Linked DNA regions of Sus scrofa: region 2 is linked to region 1. Evidence: chromatin contacts called from public HiChIP or PLAC-seq data. All regions are on one chromosome and are shown on one strand. Each heading gives the region's core, a stretch centred on a gene start, on an enhancer-like site or on the middle of the called end of the contact. The rest is flanking DNA. Distances are from core to core; before and after follow the strand shown.

Region 1 (6,489 bases), core at 2,376-4,875:
ATAATTGCAAAACTTAAGGACATCTAGTTCCATTGTATGTGAAAGGATATCTTTTTTTTTCCAGAATTCAAAATGTGTAATCTAGTTCGTATTCTAGGTTTTGTACTTTTATTCTAGTTTTCTGATCTCTGTTTATGATCTACTATTGGTTTCATTTTTTTCTCCTCTCTCAAAATGAATCATTTCCTTTTTCACTTCTTCAGAGTTAACCACACTAACACTGATAAATAAGAAGGGTACAATTATGGTATAATATACTTGACAAAAAGAGAAATCAAATTGAAGTAGTATAATGCTATGATTATTATATATAATGCTATACAATGCTTCCTATACTTTTTATGTATAGAAAGACACTTTTTAATGAATTTTATGAAAAGACTGAGACTGAAAAGATGCATACCAAAATAATAACAGTTGGTAAGCTGTTGTTTTCAAGGTCTGTGTAAGATGCCACCATCTCCCTCAAATGGCTCAGAAGATGAACTAGAGTTAAAACAGCTTATCCAGGAAAGCTCTTTCCAACATAGGCCAAAACTTTGACAACATTCTTGCCTGTATGTCTGCCACCTTCTGGAAGCAAGGGGCACTGCATCATGAAAAGATGTCTGACAGTAGAACTTCATAATATGGTTGAAATTGGAATTGTTTATAGACAACATTTTTTAAAGTTAGCATTCAATTTTGAGCCTTGTGGATCACAATCAAGTTTGTTAGACCAAAAAAGTGGCTAGTTTAATATTATTGGAGATGGCAGGTTATAAACTTATACTCAATACAGTGGCCACAGAAAAAAAACTATTTTCATTAAATAATTAATTTTTAAGACAACCTGGAAATAATCCTTAAGAAAATGGGATGAATGCTCAAAAATGATGAAAATTTTTATTCTTGTTTGTCTTCCCTCTAAACAGAGTTAACATGAAATGTTGGAATAATGTCTTTATTTTCAAGCAATGTCTACATCTAGAAGAGGAACATGACTAGATCTCCGAGTCAATGCTGATATGCCTAAGAAAGTACCCAAGAGAAATAATAAAATAATGTTGCAGATTAACATCTATAGGCTGAGAATGTACTCATGCATATATAAAGTAAGAGGGGTACCCACAAATTATATAGATATATAAAAAGTTCTGCAAGAGTGGCTAGTGGGATTAACTTTGGGGAAGTAGGAGAAAGGAGTTGGACAGCAGTCAAGGGAACTTTATAATATTTTATTTTTTAAAAAAGAGAATGAACTTTTGACTTGTGTAATTTACCACCAATTAGAAATCAAAAATAAAGTGAACTATAGCTTGCAAATAAAATAACAATAAATCTATGTTATATAGTTGCATCTATCAGTATTTTGTGATACAGCAAATGCAATACCTATTTCCTATAAATAAATAAATAGCAGTAGCAGCATTGTACTATACAGTCTGTTTATCTGTGCTCCAAGCCTGTGTGTGTGTGTTTGTGTTGCCAAGCAAAGAGTGAAATAACCAGGAAGTGCATAGCTCTACTTTGCAACGTGCTTTCAAATAGTGTTTCTTCATGCATAGCTTCAGTCTCAATTCTTTGGCATTAATAATTTAAAAATATTAATGCTAGTGAATCTGCAGGAATGAGGTCCCATGGTAGATAAAAAGATTCATTTTAGAGACACTAATTTGGAACAATCCAGCCAAAGGCCTTCTCAAGGGACTTTTTGAAGGCTTTACTAATTCCAAATTTGTATCAATTCATTTTTAATATTGAGTGCCTATTATTTGTAAGGCTCAGTATGGTCTAAAGCAAGGAGGCTTGTGCTCACAATGTGAAACAAGGGGCATAGCTAGTAATATTAGAGGGAGACAGATCTGTAGTATTTTAGATCAGACTCATCTGGATTTTAAATCCCATTGCACCATTCACTAGCCTTGAAATCCTGGGCAAACCATGAGATACATAATGCCCAGTTCATTGAGCTGTCTGATAGTGAGATCATTGTAAAGGATATGGTGTGGTGCTGTGACATAGTGACTATTCATCAATTCAGTTAATCTGTCTACTCCCAAGGAATGGATGAATATGTAAAGAGCACTCTTTAAATTGTTTTACACACAACCTTTTATTTTGCCTTTCTCAAAACACCAGGTTTAAACAGAGGGATTTTTTTCATTTTGAATTTTAAAATTTTATTTACTCTTCTTAATATGCTTGTCTGATGCCTAATTTTCAAGACTCATACACTGGAGGTTGACAAGGCTTTTGAGGTTACCTGGTCCACTGTCCCCGGAGATGACTTTGATGCATCTTCCACTAATATTTAAGATAAGGAAATCAAAACATTTCCTGGACTATTCTAGTTACTGGTAGAACAACAGGAAATAAAATGAGAGAGAAGGAAGGCCAAGGGAATATGCTGGGGAAGAGGGAGGGTATGAGAGAGGCATTGGGAAAGTATGAACAGCATAGACTAAGAAGGGGAAATACAAAGAAGAGAAGATTGGCGTTCCCTTAGTGGCGCAGTGGTTAAACGAATCCTACGAGGAACTCTGAGGTTGCGGGTTCGATCCCTGGCCTCGCTCAGTCGGTTAAGGATCTGGCGTTGCGGTGAGCTGTGGTGTAGGTCGCAGACGCGGCTCCGATCCCGCGGTGCTGTGGCTGTGGCGAAGGCCAGCGGCTACAGCTCCGATTACACCCCTAGCCTGGGAACCTCCATATGCCGCGGGAAGCGGCCCTAGAAAAGGCAAAACAAAAAACAAAAAACAAAAGACAGAAAAAGGAAGAGAAGGTAAAAAGAAAAGGGCCTCGAATAAGTGTAAGGTTAAATGTGAGGAAAGGAAGGAAAGTACCGAGGCATTGCAATTCGTCAGTGCAGGCACTAACAGGGTTTGAGTCAGACGTTCTGGATTTTGGTAATTGTAAAATGCATGACTGTAAGACATTGCTTAACCTCTTTGAGTCGTGTTCTTTGGCGTTCGTGCTCTAATTAAACGAGCTGAGTGGGATGGACGTTCTCTAAACAAGAAAACTATTTCAATAAGGAATTAGAGGAGAGAAAGTGGCAGGAAAAAAACAAAACAAAACAGGAGAGATGCGGGGGAGGAGAGGGAGGAGAGAGAAATCGTCAGAGAAAGATGGAGAGTGAGAGAGAAAGAGAAACTGTTGACAAAGCAGGTGAGAACTAGGGAAAAACCACAGTAACGACGCTTCTGTGGCTACTGAGTAACTGCTCCAATACACCATGCACTGACAACTTGCCAAGTACGTCGTTAGAGGTTTACATGAATAATTTCATGTTACCCTCACATCATCTCTATGAGGCTAAATTCTACCTTCATTTTATAGAAAAGATAGATATCTGAAACAGAGAAGTTTTGTAACTTTCCCAAGGTTGTTACAGCTTAGGGTGGGCGAGAAGGGATACAAACGAGTTACTCACTGCCTGCAATGCCAATGTTGTTAAAATTATCTCTAAGAACCTTCACAGAGGCTTGTTGCATCTAAGACGAACTCTTGCCGGGGTTCCTCTAAGCTATGCCCTGGGTTCAATTTCTAAGCCCCATTCACCGTTTCCCTACTCTGCCTCCCCACTAACAGCGTCCCGTCTCTATGGAGATCGGCGTGAGGCGGGACTTCCTCTCCCACGCACGAGCACTTCCGCCTTGAGCCGGAAGCGCCTTGCCTCACCGAGCGGGTAACGGCGCGTGGGGACTTTTTGGAGACTTGGAGTGGCGGGATCGCGGCTGCTGCGACAGTGACCGACCTGGGCAACCGAGTCCGGCGCAGTGATGCTGACCCCGGCGTTCGACCTCAGCCAGGACCCCGACTTCCTGACTATCGCCATCCGCGTGCCCTACGCCCGGGTCTCGGAGTTTGACGTCTACTTCGAGGGGCTCGACTTCAAGTTCTACGCGAAGCCGTACTTTCTCAGGCGAGTTCCGGGTGTCTGGCGCTGGGGAAAGCATGTTTCAGGAATTCATTCATTTATTCACTCGTTAGATAACTGCTTATCGAGGGAGGCTAAAAGAACAAGGGGAGCACTTCTCGGCATTATAACTGCCTTTTACCGGGGTCTCCGCAGCAGGTGCTGAGAAAACGAACTCTGCGCTCTGAATGCTGCAGAAGCTCATTTTCTTCTTAAATCTTCTTACATTCCCGCGTAGAAGAGATTTCGGAGCCACTTTATAACATGAGGTTTGGGACCATATCAACTTTACAGTTTCTGTCCTGTCTCCCTAGTGCTTGTCCCTTTTGCTGTTTTATTTTCTCTCTGCGTTAGTCCTACTTGCCCTGGGACGGCGCGCACTGACTTCCCAGCTGACCTGTCCTTGTCGGTTTTCTCGGCCCTTCTTGGCTGGCCGCTCCCTACTCCCTGAAATTTTCGCCTTCTTTGGACCCCCGACCTAAATAGCCTCATGCTCCACCTCCTCGTTGTCTGCTCCTTCTCGTTTTGATTTTGCCCCTTCATTGTGCTTGTTGGCCCCCAACCTCAGTAGGGGCCTTCATCAATTAATTCTCTGTTTGCATTTTTCCCCTTGCAGAATAGTAACAGCAGTGATAACAGCTAACACTTATTACTCCCCTTCTGTGTGGTGGGCAAGCAGTGCCTTTAAGTGCTTATGTACATTATCTCATTTTTCCTGGACTCTCATCTTTGGAAATAGGTATTATCACATTAGACCCATTTTACAGAGGACACTGCCAGGTTATTCTTCCTCAACATTGTCAATATCTTGCTCTCTCATTTCCCTCAAATCTCGTCTTTCTTATCAAGTGTAGTTCCAGCGTACTTGCCTGCCCAAGTAGTTTTTCCCCATACAAACATTCCTCTTGAGTCAAGCTGGTTCCTTCACTGGGCCTGAAGCAGTTTTGCTCGGATATCCATTAGGCCTTAACTTAATCCATCTCCTTGAGCATATTGCACTTCGCTGTTTCTTCAAGGAATGAATGCTATTCATTCCTTGCCTGATTTATTGAGCTCTTGGTTTATTCCAGGCTGTTTTCAGTATTGGGAATATAGTGATGTCTTATGTATTTTACATTCTAATGGGAAGTGAAAAACAATAAGTGAACAAGTTAACATATAACTATAAATGTTGTGATTTCTCTGAAGGAAAATAAAAAGCACTGATAAAGAATAAAATGGAGCCTAAATTTATATGAAGTGGCTACGGAAAGCCCTTCTGAAGATTTGCTGTTTTAGTCAAAACATGAAGAATGGGAGAATGATGATGATGTTGTTAGCAAACATTTATTTTATTTTATTATTTTATTTATTTTATTTTATTTTATATTTTGTCTTTTTGCCATTTCTTGGGCTGCTCCTGCGGCATATGGAGGTTCCCAGGCTAGGGGTCCAATCCGAGCTGTAGCCACTGGCCTACACCACAACCACAGCAACTCGAGATCCGAGCCGTGTCTGCAATGCAATCTACGCCACAGCTCACGGCAATGCCAGATCCTTAATCCACTGAGCGAGGCCAGGGATCGAACCTGAAACCTCATGGTTCCTAGTGGATTCGTTAACCACTGAGCCACGACAGGAACTCCAACATTTATTGAATTTTAGCTGCAAATTAGGTCTTTATGTGAACTGTGTCACTTGATTTTAAGATAAGCCTACAAAGTATGTTCTGTTACTTGCCCATATTACAAATGCTTAATCAGAGGCTCAGAAAAAAGATCTTAAATGGGGTAAGATTGTAAAATAAATACAATAAAATAAAAATTTCAGAATAAAAGCCACTTGCTTAACTTGGGAATTTTGATGAAGACAAAATAGTAGGCTCTATGTAAAGCAGTTTTAAGAGTATTTCTTTTTTTTCCTTTTCTCTTTTTATGGCCTCACCTGAGGCATATGGAAGTTCCCCGGACAAGGGATAAATCGGAGTTGCAGCTGCAGGCCTACCCTATAGCCACAGCAACATCAGATATGAGTTGCATGTGTGACCTACACTGCAGCTTGCAGCAACGCAGGATTCTTAACCCACTGTGTGAGGCTGGGGATCAGACCTGCATCCTTATGGACACTATGTCGGGTTCTTAACCCGCTGAGCCACACTCCTAAAGAGTATTCTTTGTGCAGACTGATTCATTCCTTGGGTAACAGAGGCTTGGGAGTTGGGCACGTATAGGTCTCAGTACACTTAAAGTTATGTGACTTTTGAGAAGTTATTCAGTTTCAGTTTCCTGATCTGTAAAATGGGGCTAGTATTAGTGATCTTAAAAAGTTGATATGAGGATTGAGATAATGCATGCATAATCCTTATTACTGAGCCTAGTAATTAAGTATGTATTTAATAAATGGTAAGTATTATTATTTATTAAGAGGGCCTACTGTTGCAGTTTTCTGTTGCCAGATAATCAGTCAAACCTAATGGTGTAAAATAGCAATCATTTACTCTCTCTCCTGGTTTTAATGCCTTAGGAATTTGGTAAGACTTTGGCTTGGCTCTTCTGGCTGACGTCTTTAATTTAGTTGTAATCACATGGCAGCTGGACTTGAGACAGGAAGGG
Region 2 (6,513 bases), core at 2,470-4,969, 140 kb before region 1:
CACATACGCATATGGAGGATCCCAGGCTAGGGGTCTAATCAGAGCTGTAGCCGCCGGCCTATACCACAGCCACAGGAATGCCAGATCAGAGCCACGTCTGTGACCTACACTGCAGCTCATGGCAATGCTGGATCCTTAACCCACTGAGCCAGGCCAGGGATCGAACCCACAACCTCATGGTTCCTGGCTGGATTCGTTTCTGCTGCGCCACAACAGGAAGTCCCAAAATTCTTTTTTTTTTTTTTTCTCCTTTTTAGGGCCACACGTGGCATATGGAGGTTCCCATGCTAGAGGCTGAATCCGAGCTACAGGTGCTGACCTACCCCACAGCCACAGCAACTAGGGATCCAAGCCAAGTCGGCAACCTACACCACAGCTCACAGCAACGCCGGATCCTTAATGCACTGAGTTAAGGCCAGGGACTGAACTGGCATCCTCATGGATCCTAGTCAGGTTCATTAACTGCTGAGCCACGAAGGGAACTCCCAGAATTCTTAATATTAAGGGACCCATCCAACCTAACATTAAAAAGATCTGAACTGCTATTCTTTAGGTCTTCACTCTCATGTTTATAATGTTACAAGTTAGACCAAACTCAGTTTACCCGTAAATGATGACAGAAACTACAAATTAATGTATCAAAAGTTAAGGTATGCCCATATTGATTTTTAAAAAATCAACAAAGGGTAAATAAAAGCTAAATGTAAAAACCGTTTCAATCATAAATTTTAAAATATTTTCCAAACTCCATGAAGAAACTAACACCACCAATCATTTTTATACAAAATACTTTAGTAAATGTAAAAAAACCCCTAAGGATTGGAGGGTGGGGGTGGACAAGAGACAGGGTTGAGACAACTGATGACCTCTTAAGTCCTCTATCAGGAAAAATAATTGTCCAGAAAAATCAGGTTAAATTTCCCCAGGCACTTAGTGATCCAGTCAGACAGGATATTTAAAAGCTTTCTTATAGAAACTTTCAACTACTTACGCATTTACGGTCAATGCATTTTATCAAAATGGGAAGGCAGTTGGTATAGACCTAGAGGTTTTAAGTATTTAACTCCAAATAATCTTGTCTGTCAAAACTCTGAAAGTAAAATGCTATTCCTCTTGATATTGTAGACAGGTAAAAGTCTGGATCACTAGCAACCAATACAAATACAAATCAGTCATTCTGCATCAATTTTTTTAAATCAAGGTATCTGAGCTACTGTACTTTTGAGGCAAAAATTTGCCTTTTTTTTCCCGTAAAGGGTTCCATTTTTAAAAGTACTAGATAAAAAATTTAAGATTGAACATATCATGTCACATTCTTAAGATGACTAATAATTTTAATAAGCACTAAAGAGTTTCAGCTTGCCTGCCTGACCATTAAAATAGTTTTTTTTTTTTTCTTTCTAAAATCAGGCTAGTTATCAGAAGGCTAAGTTGCAAATGTAAGCAATCTTGTGAGAAACGAACATTTGGTAATAAAGCCAAAGCAAGTACACATCACTTGTGGAAGCTAATACTCTTCTATTAGATCTCAAAAAAATAAATAAATAAATAAATAAAACTAGGCATTTATAGAGGAGCCAAAAAGAGCCCCCCTTTTAATACTACATCCAAAGAAACCTCTCCCCTTCCAGCTCCCTATCCCTCACACAAAGATTACAAGTAAATCACCAAATCTGCACTTCTCTCTACAAATAAACGTAGACTCAGTGTGAAAACTCCTGGCAAACAAACTACACACACAACAATGAACTAAAATGTTCTTTTGGAAACAGTTCTCAACTTCATCACAACATTTGGAAACAAGCCTAATAAAATGCTGAGCATATGTTAACAAGCTAGCTATCCTAGAAAGTTTACAGGACAGTCAAAACTGTAGCATCTGGAATATGTCAGATAATCACCCTAAGAGCTCAAGAGAATAAACAGAAGTGAAACTTCAAGCACCCACATATATAAACACAACAACAAAAGGTTGAATACTGGACAATATGAGAAAATACCACCAAAAGAATCTGAAACAGAATCAAAGCCACAAAATTCTGGAAATAAGCCTGTTTGTTATGGCCAAAAGTGGTCATAATGGAATATGCAGTCTTCCTTTCTCTAGCTCTTCGAGAATAATAAATACTACATGTGCAAACGCACAAAGAAAATTTTAACAAATTCTTAAAATTCATTATAGAGCACTATGAAGTAAATAAAGCTATATACACTTAACACATGCTTTAAATTACTGGGCTTGTACAGTTTAGACAGATGAATTATTCAACGCTTCTGAAATAGACTTTAGTCCCTTGTCTAAGCAATTCTGAAGGATACATTGAACTATAACAACGACTACGTGTTTTCACTCACATTGTTTCTCCAGTCTTGGCTACATGACAAAGAAACTGATCCAGGACCGGACAAACTTCCTTTTTCCCCCTCTTCTCAAAATCTAGATAAGGAAAGAAAGAAAAGTTATTAGTATTTCTCAAAGTGCACCAACCAGTTCCAATGTCCTCTAAAAACAAACTTTCCTCCCAGTCCTTCCTCATATTAAGCATCAATTTAAAAATTTTTAAAAATCAGCCTCTCAACCAAATATCCACCTCTTGACTCTCCTAGTTCGACTTCAAATGTACCTCTTCACAGGTAACAAGACTCGTCCTAAAGGGGGCACTAAATTTCTCCACAAACCATCCTTAATGCAATGCTTCTCAAAGTGTGGTCCAAGGGAACACCAAGACCAGATCCATCTGAGATTGATTAAATACAAACCCCAGATCCCGATGCCCACAAATTGTTTTTAAGGTACGTTCATAAATCTACATTTTAAGAAACACCAACTACCTCTTGTAGCTATCTCCCAAAAACGCCTATTTCTCAAAACGCTGAAATCACGCTATCCTAAGTTTGAGAACCACTGTTCCCAAGCCTGTTGCATGGAAGGCCAGCCTGCCAATTCAGAGCGGGGAAGGCAACCACCTTAAAATTAGGGCGCGTTAAGAAATGACTTCAGAGGCCCCGAAAAAGGCTTTCCGAGAGACACTTGAAAGTTGCTTTGCCGCCCCTCTACCCACCCCCCGAAACCTTTTACTTTCTCTCTCCCCACGAAGTCCGGCGTGCGGGGGCCTGATGGAGAACGAAGCTCGCCTGGGAGGGGGCTGAGGGCCCACGACCCGGGCTCGGGGAGTACGAGAGGGGCCGGGGCCCCAGCGAAGGCTTCCCGGCTCCCCTCCCCCAGCCCAGACGCCGGCGGCCGACACAAAGCCCAGAGCGGGGCGGGAGGGAGCTGCCCACGGGGCTCCCCGCCCCTGGGGAGGTGGGAGGGGGAGGGGAGCTGGTGAAGGGCGCCCTCCTCCCAGCCCGGCCCAGGCCCGCGGAGCCCCCCGCCGCAAAAGGAGAAAGGAGAGGGCCTCGAAGACTGAGAGGAAGGGAGAGGGGGCAGCAACCCCCACCTTTCAGCGCCTCCTGCAACCTCTCGACGTCCATGGCTTCCCGGAGTCCCTCGCAGCCTCCGCCTCCTTCCGCGGGTCTCCCGGGGACCGGAAGGCCTCCCCCCACCCCCCCGACGCCCTCCCCCTCCCTCGCACACACTCCGGCACGCAGGCGACCGGGGGGGGCACCGAAGGGAGCCGGGGGAAGCGAGCAAGAGAGCGAGACCGAGAGAGCGAGCACCTCCCCGAGCCGCTACCACCAGCCCTCCAACATGGCGCCCGGCACGTCACCGCGCGCACGCTCCCAGCTGCCGTCCTCGCGCCCGCGGCGCGCCCGGACCCGGAGCCCGAGAGCGCGTGCGCGGCGGAGGCGTGCAGACCCAGCCAGCCCTCAGACCTGGTCCGCGGCGGCCTCTCTGCTTCTTCCCTAACCCGGCGCTTGAGGTGCGGGAGCTGAGCTGGAGGTGGAGAGGGTGGGGGCAGACCTCCAGGATATGATCCCCTGTCATTTGCTATTTGTGTGACCTTGAGCAGTTTACTGAGCCTGAATCCCACTTCCCCATCTGTACACTGAGGGCGCTAGTATGGACCACCGTATACAGTATAGCGGTCAGAGTACGCACAAAAAAACAGTCATTGCTAATAATCGTGACAAAAATACCTCCCTGCTTGAATCCAGAACTCCTCACTGATCCACCCTTGAAGAGAAGCAGTGCACACAGCAAAGGGATTAGAAGCTTAGGCAACGGAATCCCTGGATTTAAAACCCAACTGCTATTTACTATTTACCATTTACTGTGTGACCTAGTTAGTTAAACTCAAGTAGCCTCAGTTTTCTTATCCACAAAATGGGAGTTAACAAAACAGTCCTGTGGATTGAGTGAAATGACACTGGAGCATGGAGCGCGATGCCTAGAATTCATAATGCGGCTCTGCTAATGCGGCTGTTATTATTATCATTATAATTTTGATTACATTATGTAAGTGCCCAGGAAGTCAGAGAGGGCGGAGACCTCAGAAGTCCTCTCCTGCCCTGACATTTTACAAATGGGAGAGTTGAGGCACAGAGAGCTAGCTAGTCTGGCAAAATAGCAGCAGAGCCTAGAACATCTGGCAACCAGCTAGTGTGTGGCCATGTTTATTATCTTCTCTTGTCTGTGAGCTTTTTAAGGAAAAGATACTGAATTGTTCCACCTTCTCTTCTCAAAGCCTAGTAAAAAGCCAAGAAACGAAGGGAGGGCAGAAGGCTATTATCTAGACTGGTGTTGAAACTGCGAATTTGGATACAGGCACTGTAACTATTAACCCTCTGAAAAGATAGTGGCTCTGACCCTGACCCCAGGTGGCAGAGGTAGGCAAAAGCCCTCCTTCAAAAAAAAAAAAAAAAAAAAAAATACTTTTCTGGAGCTCCCGTCATGGCTCAGTGGTTATCGAATTCGTCTAGGAACCACGGAGTTGCGAGTTCAATCCCTGACCTTGCTCAGTGGGTTAAGGATCCAGCGTTGCTGTGAGCTGTGGTGTGGGTTGTAGACTTGGCTCAGATCCCGCATTGCTGTGGCGCTGGCATAGGCTGGTGGCTACAGCTCCAATTCGACCCCTAGCCTGGGAACCTCCATATGCCATGGGAGTGGCCCAAGAAATGGCAAAAAGACAAAAAAAAAAAAAAACCCAAAAAACTTTTCTCTGAGTTCCCACCATGCATGGCTCAGCAGAGACAAATCTGACTAGTATCCGTGAGGACACAGGTTCAAGCCCTGGCCTGGCTCAGTGTGTTAACGATTCGGCATTGCTGTGGCTGTGGTGTAGGCCAGTGGCTACAGCTCCAATTTGGCCCCTAGCCTGGGAACCTCCATATGCTGTGTGTGTGGCCCTAAACAAAAAAAAGAAAGAAAGAAAAAAAAACTTTTCTCAATTTGGCCGTAAGAGAACCAGTCTTGGAATATCTTTAGACCATTTCATTGTTCCAAGCATCCTGCTCAAATTATAAATAGTCTTATGGGGGGTGCACCATTACACTTGGCCAGCACTTCAGAGGCACTAGATTTAGTTTATTGCGGTTTCTTCCAGTCTGAAGGAGCCATTGCTCTATGTAGCAAAGCTTAGCCTCCACTCTCTCTGCCCCTGTACTCTCTTGAGGCAGGTGTCTTCCCATAAGACATCTGTGGAACAATACAGTTGCCACTAGCCATGTGTGGGTGTTTAAATTTAAACAAATTAAAATTAAATAAAATTTAAAATTCAGTTCATGAGTTCTTCAATGATATTCATTTCCTCAGTCAAACTAGCCACATTTCATGTGCAATATAGCTGCAAGTGGCTAGTGGCTTTTGTGCTGTACAACACTGAGAAAAAATGCCACGATCGCCAAAAAATTCTTCTGGAACTTTCTGTTAAAGAACGTCCATGCTAATTTCTTCCACCTTGTTTCGTTCCTTTTTATCAGCTGTCCCCCTCACTTAGAGATGCCTCGACTTCCAAAAACTGGATAAGGTCCATTAAAGGAGACAAAGTGCACAAAGCAGTGACAGCCTAAGGGAATCGGGAAAGTTTCCCCAGAGGAAGTAGTGGTGTTTAAGCTAAGAGCTGAATTCTAAGAGGAAGGTTGATAAGTGAAGTGGAGAGGAGAAACTTTTAAAGAGAAAAACTATAGGTACATGGACCTTGAAATGAGACAGAAGTGCCAGGTGGGTTCAGTCTGGCAAAGGCAGAAAAGACAAGGGATAAGGCTGAAGAAATATTTCCTTTGGTTCATTTCTTCCTTGGAATTCTTCTCCATCTAGCATATATCCCAATGTCTGTGATTACTAGAGCCTCTCACTGGTACAAATTCTCTTAGAACAAAACAAAATAAAATGTGACATCTGGAGTTCCCATCGTGGCGCAATGGTTGACGAATCCGACTGGGAACCATGAGGTTGCGGGTTCGATCCCTGCCCATGCTCAGTGGGTTAAGGATCCAGCTCTGCTGTGAGCTGTGGTGTAGGTCGCAGACGCAACTCAGATCCCACGTTGCTATGGCTCTGGCGTAGGCCGGCGGCAACAGCTCCGATTAGAACCCTAGCCTGGGAACCTCCATATGCCGAGGGTGCGGCCC

What was found. HiChIP or PLAC-seq counts read pairs in DNA pulled down with a chosen protein or histone mark.
Region 2: a contact with region 1 is called in an H3K27ac HiChIP or PLAC-seq map of alveolar macrophages. The contact joins the promoter of PPP4R2 here to the promoter of SHQ1 in region 1. A contact is called at or near these places in 3 of 47 Hi-C or Micro-C datasets (embryonic fibroblasts, fetal heart ventricle and heart right ventricle) and 1 of 2 datasets of contacts at active chromatin or transcription factors (alveolar macrophages).

The regions. Positions count from the first base shown.
Region 1 is chr13:54,177,895-54,184,383 of Sscrofa11.1, reverse strand. It overlaps SHQ1 (protein SHQ1 homolog), which reads left to right and starts at 3,625. Exons shown (of 11, transcript XM_003132324.6): 1 at 3,625-3,904. The coding sequence starts at 3,762.
Region 2 is chr13:54,322,184-54,328,696 of Sscrofa11.1, reverse strand. It overlaps PPP4R2 (serine/threonine-protein phosphatase 4 regulatory subunit 2), which reads right to left and starts at 3,719. Exons shown (of 9, transcript XM_021069219.1): 1 at 3,441-3,719; 2 at 2,356-2,437. The coding sequence starts at 3,474.